Linked DNA regions of Sus scrofa: region 2 is linked to region 1. Evidence: chromatin contacts called from public promoter capture Hi-C data. All regions are on one chromosome and are shown on one strand. The core of a region is the stretch at or near the end of the contact, and the rest is flanking DNA. Distances in the headings are between cores, read along the strand shown. Region 1 holds the start of CCAR2 (cell cycle and apoptosis regulator 2). Region 2 holds the start of CHMP7 (charged multivesicular body protein 7).

What was found. Promoter capture Hi-C pulls out the DNA fragments that hold promoters and counts their contacts.
Region 2: a promoter capture Hi-C map of liver shows a contact between it and region 1, with 4 times the contacts expected there. The contact joins the promoter of CHMP7 here to the promoter of CCAR2 in region 1. A contact is called at or near these places in 1 of 5 promoter capture datasets (liver), 1 of 47 Hi-C or Micro-C datasets (liver) and 1 of 2 datasets of contacts at active chromatin or transcription factors (alveolar macrophages).

What each region holds. Positions count from the first base shown.
Region 1 is chr14:6,858,282-6,861,459 of Sscrofa11.1, reverse strand. CCAR2 (cell cycle and apoptosis regulator 2) reads right to left here and starts at 1,408. Exons shown (of 22, transcript NM_001206340.1): 1 at 1,021-1,408; 2 at 631-726; 3 at 263-354. The coding sequence starts at 688.
Region 2 is chr14:7,388,213-7,391,451 of Sscrofa11.1, reverse strand. It overlaps CHMP7 (charged multivesicular body protein 7), which reads right to left and starts at 1,386. Exons shown (of 10, transcript XM_021074113.1): 1 at 907-1,386. The coding sequence starts at 1,205.

The DNA of each region.
Region 1 (3,178 bases), core at 159-2,658:
GGCATATCTACTGCCCAAGGGGGTGGGGGGTTCATGCTGGAAGGATTTTCAGTTCTTTAATTCTAAGAAGCACCCTAAAGATTTTCCAAGAGCCAGAACCTAGGGCTCCCCAGTCAGAGGTGCCTAGTCACCTCCAGACTGCCCCAGGACAGGCGTGTCAGGAAGGATGAACACTGTGATGTCCGAATGAATGCACTGGGCAGCCATGCACTCTGGGGTAGCCCCAGGTGCTGAAACTCACTAGAGAGGATGCCCAACCTACCTGAAGATGCCTGGCATTTTGAGACAGGTCTGTGGCCACAGGAGGAGTGAGCAAACCAGGAGGAGGACCCAGAAGAGATGTTGAAGCTGCGCCTATTGTGACAGAGAAGCCATCTAGGAACAGTACCTACCATCCAAAGTACTAGAGGCAGCGAGAGGATACAGTAAACCCAGAGGGCAAAGTGGATCCAAGCAAGTTCCACCCAGGGTTTCGCTGACAACCACTCTGGTCATCTCCTATTTTCCTAAAAAATATCAGCAGCAAACTGCACTGCACCAGGGAAACCCCAAAAGCCTCATTTTAAAAGAAGACTAACTCCAAAGCCCATACTTCCCAGTATGAGGCCAGGTAGAGATAAAGGTGATCACCTGAGAAGTTGCGTCCCCCTGGAAGCGGGTTGATCCGCTGGCGCTTAAACTGGGACATTGGGAATGCTGTCCTCTTTCAGAGTCTTGGGAAAAAACCTTCAATCGGAAAAGAAATTAACAGCTCACAGAGAAAATTCCCATCTACCCCCCAAAAGGAACTAAGGGTCTTAAAGAAAGTGGCGAGATGAATACTGAGAATGAATGGAGAAGATGGATGGAGAGAATACAGAGGAGCAGGAAATGGAGAAATTACAATGTTCCAGTGTGCCCTCACAGTAACCTAGCGGTGGGTGATACTGTATTGCTCTTTCAAAAACAGGAAACTGAGGCTCGAGGGACTGAGACTTGCCCAAAGCCACATAACCAGGTAGGGACAAAACCAGGACTCACACCCAGGTCTCCGACAACTTAGCGCTCCTCTCACCATGCCACGCCACCCTCAGATGGTTGGGGAGAGTAGGGGGTTGGAAAGAGCCCCGGTGACATTCATTCATTCAAATACATCCGCCAAAAGCTCCACGCAAGGCCCGGAAAAATGGAGGAGGCTGGTGCCGGAGAGATGGTGTGGGCCCTCTCCCCGGAAGCCCGGCCCGTTGTTCCCGGACGGGTTGGTGGGAAGACAGCTCCGTGGCCCGGCCGGACGCGAATCCGGCTGCGCGCCCGCCCTCCTGCTCCCGCGCTCCCTGGCCCTCGGCTCCTGCCTCAGCAGCCTCCAGCTCCTGGTCTACCGGCCAGACAGCGACCGGCCACCGTGGGAGGACGAAGGCGCGCGGTTTCTCCTCCTCCCGCCCGCCCCCAGGGCCGAGGCCGTTGCCAGGGAGACGGGACTTGCAGTCCGAAGGGGGGCTCGGCCCCTTCTGCGCCCGGTGCATCTTCGCGGCCCGGCCCTCGCAGCCCCTCGGCCGGGGGAGAGGTGAAGGGGCAGAGGGGCGACGGAAGGCCCCCCAACCCACCTGCGGGCCAGGGCCGCGACACCGGGGGGACAAAGACACCCGGAACCACCACAGCCGCTGCTGCCGCCGCCACCGGAAGCGCCTCTCCGGAAGAGCGACCACTGGTCGGAAGCTGCCACTCTCCCGGATATGGTCCCTCCCTCCTCTCCACCGACCTCTCCCTGCCCCCACGCCGGTCTGCCATCCCGCTCCAACTGCGGAGCGGAAGTGCGCCTTCCCCCGTCGGATGCGCGTTAGGAAGGCGTGTCTCGGCGGTGTCCTCGCTTAAGTGTCCCATTAGAAAAGCAGGCTTCAGAGAATTGGTTCCTAGTCCAAAGACAGCTGGAGCTGGACAGCCCCCCTCCCCCAAAAAAACATAAGGGAACACCTACCACCCCCACATTGGCAAACCCCAAGATCGCAGCAGCAACAGAACTAGTTGACTTCCTCCTGACTGAAGGCGGAGGATCCCTAATCAGTGGCCATCTCTAGGAGAGGTTCCAGTGCCTTACCCAACCAATGGGTAAACCCCATCCCTAGCCCTACCCTTCCATTGACCAGGCACCCACACCCACACACACTTCCCATCCTCTGGGTACCTGCAGGAGACTATGCTTCCCCCCATCCTCAAATAACAAAGAGCTAGGAACCTAATCTAGTAAGATAAACATCCATGATAATTAGGTATACATTTATAAAGAGGTCTTGTGGTCATTTTCTTTAGTTCTTACATCAACCCTTGGGGAACAGGCAGGTCTGGAACTGGTGTCTTAATTCTCAGATTTGAAACCTGGGGAACTCCAATGAAATGACTTGCTCAAAGTCTTGCCATTTTAGTACCCATTAGCAATACCAGTTCCCCCTTATGCTCTTACCTTCCCATCATCCCTCCTGTTTAGCTTCCCTCCAACACCCTTTCCTAATCATTTAACATGCACGAAGCACTTTGAAACAGCTTGATCTCATATTATCCTCATAACAAGCCTGTGAGGTTGGTAGGGCAGGCATCATTATACCATTTGGGAGATTGAGAAGGTACAACTCAGAAAGGTTAGGGGTTTTGTCGAGGTCTAATGGCTAGTATTGGCCCCTGGTTTCAGCTGTGATATGGAAAGGCTAGTAAGGAGTAAAGCAGCTGAGAAGAGACCTTGAAGATTACTCTGCTGTTCTGCTTGCTGTCTTGACCCTCCCATCCCTGGCGCAGTCTTCAGGGCCAAGATTTGGCCAAGGGACTGCCCTGCTCTGTCCTGGTCTGGTGAAACAGAGCAGAACTCCATGGTCCTTTCCCACCATGTCTTCCACCTGCTTTTGTCTGTAGAAATACTTTGGCCAAAGGATAAGTTTAATCAGAGACATGAGAAAATACAGACAGAGGAAAATAAGGCCAAATAGCAATGGTTTACCCATTAAAGAAAGCCAAGGACTTTTAGTTCCTCCTCAAAGGCTATAGATAATATTCTGAGCCATATCCTTCCAGCTGTCTTTTAGATACTGAAACCCTCATTAGGTGGAAGAACTTAACTACATAACTACCAGGCCATAGCCATGACATAAGCTGCCACAATTCCAAGAACTAGCTCTTCAAAGAAATAGGAATAAACCGACCCTAGAATTGA
Region 2 (3,239 bases), core at 137-2,636, 530 kb before region 1:
AGACCTCTTGATCAGAAAGAGCAGCAAGCTAAAAGCAATGTATCAAAGTTGACTTTTGTCTTCAGCCAGGCTGCTCTGGGTATGACATATACAACGTGTGCATATGCTTTAGAATAGAAGACCCCGGGGTCCAGTTCCCCCATTCTTCTAACTAGCTATGCAACCCCAGGTAAGTCGCTTATCTCCTTAGGTTCAGTTTCCTCTTCTGTCTGCTGAGGACACCTGCCCACAGGACTGCAGAGGGGGTCAGATGAAATGGTGTGTGCAAAGTACCTGCACACTGTGAAGTGTTGTATGTGTATAAGATGTCCACGTTACCACCTGAGGTAGCTCCAAAACCCTGCACCTGTTGCACAGGTAGCACCTAAAGGGCACCAAGATACTCAGTAAAGCCCTCAACCTCCCTCATGTCTTCTGCTCCAAACCGCTTGTGCCAAGGATAAGCCAAGACAGGCCAGACACATGACCTCTGCTGGGAGGCTGCTAGCAAGATCCCTACAGGCCTCTTCCCCACAACTGTCTTCTTAGCTCTGCCTTTCCTTAGTTCAATAAATCCTGTCTCATGGACCATTTATGTTTCGAGGTAATCTGAATTCAGAAGTCCCTACGAAATAACTACATAATGGGATTCCAGTCCAGACAAATCACTGTCACCTCCGACAGGCTGGCTTCTACTCTAAACCCTCTGCATCTCCGTAATGAGGCTACCCTGGCCTCTCAATTTCCCTCCACCCTCCTCCCTCTCTCTCCCAACACCCCCTAACCTAGCCTCCTTCTTCGCCCACAGAGCAAACAGAGACTGCCCAGGGGGCCAGCTCCTGGGCTGGGCGGCGTGCGCTCGGGAGAACTGCCCGGGTCCCTGCCCGCGGGGAGCCGCCCCGCCCCCCGGCCCGGGCCCGCCCTCACCGCAGCAGGTCCTGCAGCACGGTGGCCAGCCCCAGCGGGACGCTGCCCTTGCGCTGAAAGGCCTCCTGCAAGTCCCGCAGACGCAGGCGCACCACCCCCTGGCGGCGGCTGTGGCTCAGCACCAACGGTGCCCAGAAGCCCATCTTGCTGTCCCAGTCGGTGCTGTTCACCTCGCGACTCCTTTTGAAGGCGGAGAACAGGAAAGACATGCGCTCCTCATCTTCCTCCCACTCGGGGGGCAGTAGGCCCGCCGAGTCTCCCCCGGCCGGGGCCTCGGCCTCCCGCTCCGGGGACCACATCGGAACCCCAGCCCCGCCAAGGCTCCGAACACAACCCTGGCCCTGGTCCCCTTCCGTCCTGGTTCCCTCCCGGCTTCCGTTCCTTGGCCACCTCCTCTTCTGTCATTACGTCACCGCCCCATGAAATAAGTCCGCGTGTCCTCACGGCGCACGCGTCTCCGCCCGGCCTGCGCCCGGAAGTAGGATGATGACCCTATTTTTCGAGAAACTCAGAGCGCTTGCGCCAACCCCTCCTCCCGCAGCCTTTGTGCGGTAAGGAGGACGTCGCGTGTGCGCAGCGGGTAAGTGCGCATCGTCGCACCCCGTCTGGAATCGGGAAGTTTGGCAAAGCATCGTAGAGGCAAACGACTGTCCGCCGAACTTGTGGTGGTTTCTGATAGGACTGTAGAGTCCCGCTAAGGGGCGCCAGAGGCACGAGCGTCAGCCACGCAGATCACCTTGTAGCGGCGTTCTTCAGACATTTAAACTTCCGAGTGAGCTCCCTTTTACGATAACGTCACGGATAAACAAAACTCTCGATCACTTAAGCTCTGTGAGAGTGTATACCCGGATTTTCAAGGATATATAAGCTTTCACTCCTCACCTTCTCTATCTTGGAGTGTCCCTTTGTTACCTTCTCAGAATCAATATACCCTTAAGATCGCGCTCAGTTCTTATTTTCCTTGAAACCGTCTCCAACTGTTCTGACTCATCGTTGATCTCTTTCACGATGAAAGAGTACAGCATGGGCTGAACAATACAGCATTTACTATTCCGGGTCCTGTTCCCTCGTTCCCTGAGAGCGGTGCAATGGCTTTAATATCTGTAATGCATGGTGGTGCTGGAGAACTATTTCATAAACTGAAAAGGGCATACCTTGACCCTTGCCCTTCTAATTATCTTAGAATTGTTAGATTCTCTCACACACAGACACAAAAATCTTAACGAGTAACAGACATATTCAGTGTGTTAAGAATAAACTGGTTTTCTTTTTAATTGAACCATCTAAAAGGTGAAAAGAGTTTCTTATTTAATGGAACCAGGTAACAGTCATCAGAGTGGAACATAAATTTGGCCTCTGTCGCTCACTGGCTGTATGACCTTGGGCCTCTTGTAAAGTAATATTTCCTAATAGGGTTGTTTGAGGGAAATGTTACAATGTATGTAAAATACTTGGCAAATGATGTAGTGGGTGTTATCACTGAGTGACAGGATGTTTAGTAGTTGGGACTTAGTGTAAGGAAGAATTTTAATAAGCATTTTAAAGGAGAGGAAGTGATATGATTGGTTACGTAAATGAATGTGTTGATACTGATGACTTGTGTTATTCCTCCAAGCACTTTCACAGACAATACCTCATTTAATACTCATAGCAATTGACAAAAATTCTTGACCACACTCTAGACAGGCTCCTCTAAGTCTTCTTAACTATACCTGTCAACCTTAGTCTATAAAGATGTGAACAAAAACTAACAGTTTCTAGCAGCTGAAGGCATATTTGTAAGGTGACCCTACCCCCCCTTAAAGTGCCTGCCTAAGAAAACTCAAGGTTATCAAAAAAAATTTACTATTTGTTCCAGCCAACACCTGAAGACAGAGCCCCTGTCTCCTAGCCTCTGTGAGAGGGGAGGAGTCTTACTTTGATAAGCCCTAGTTAGCAAACCCAAATGAGTTTTACAGGGATCAACCCTCCCTTCCTGCATTGTGTAATTTTTCACTGACTCTACTGAGACAGGCTTACCCTCTTCCCTATCCCCTTGTTCTCCCTTTAAAGAGCCCAGTCACCTCTGTACAAATAGAAGCTGAGTTCAGTTCACCCTGGACTCTTTTCCTTATTGCAGTAATATACTACTGATTAAAATCTGTTTGACGACTTTAGCCTCCGGCTTTGTAAACAAAAGACCAAATTTTGACACTTTCCTGTGCGATGAGTTTGGGTACTTCTTCCATTTTATAGATGAGAATGTTGAACCACAACTACGTTAAGTCTGGTGGAGAACATTCCAGAAAAGAAGAATAGTATGTAACTTGAGCAAATAAGCTGTACCCTGAGAA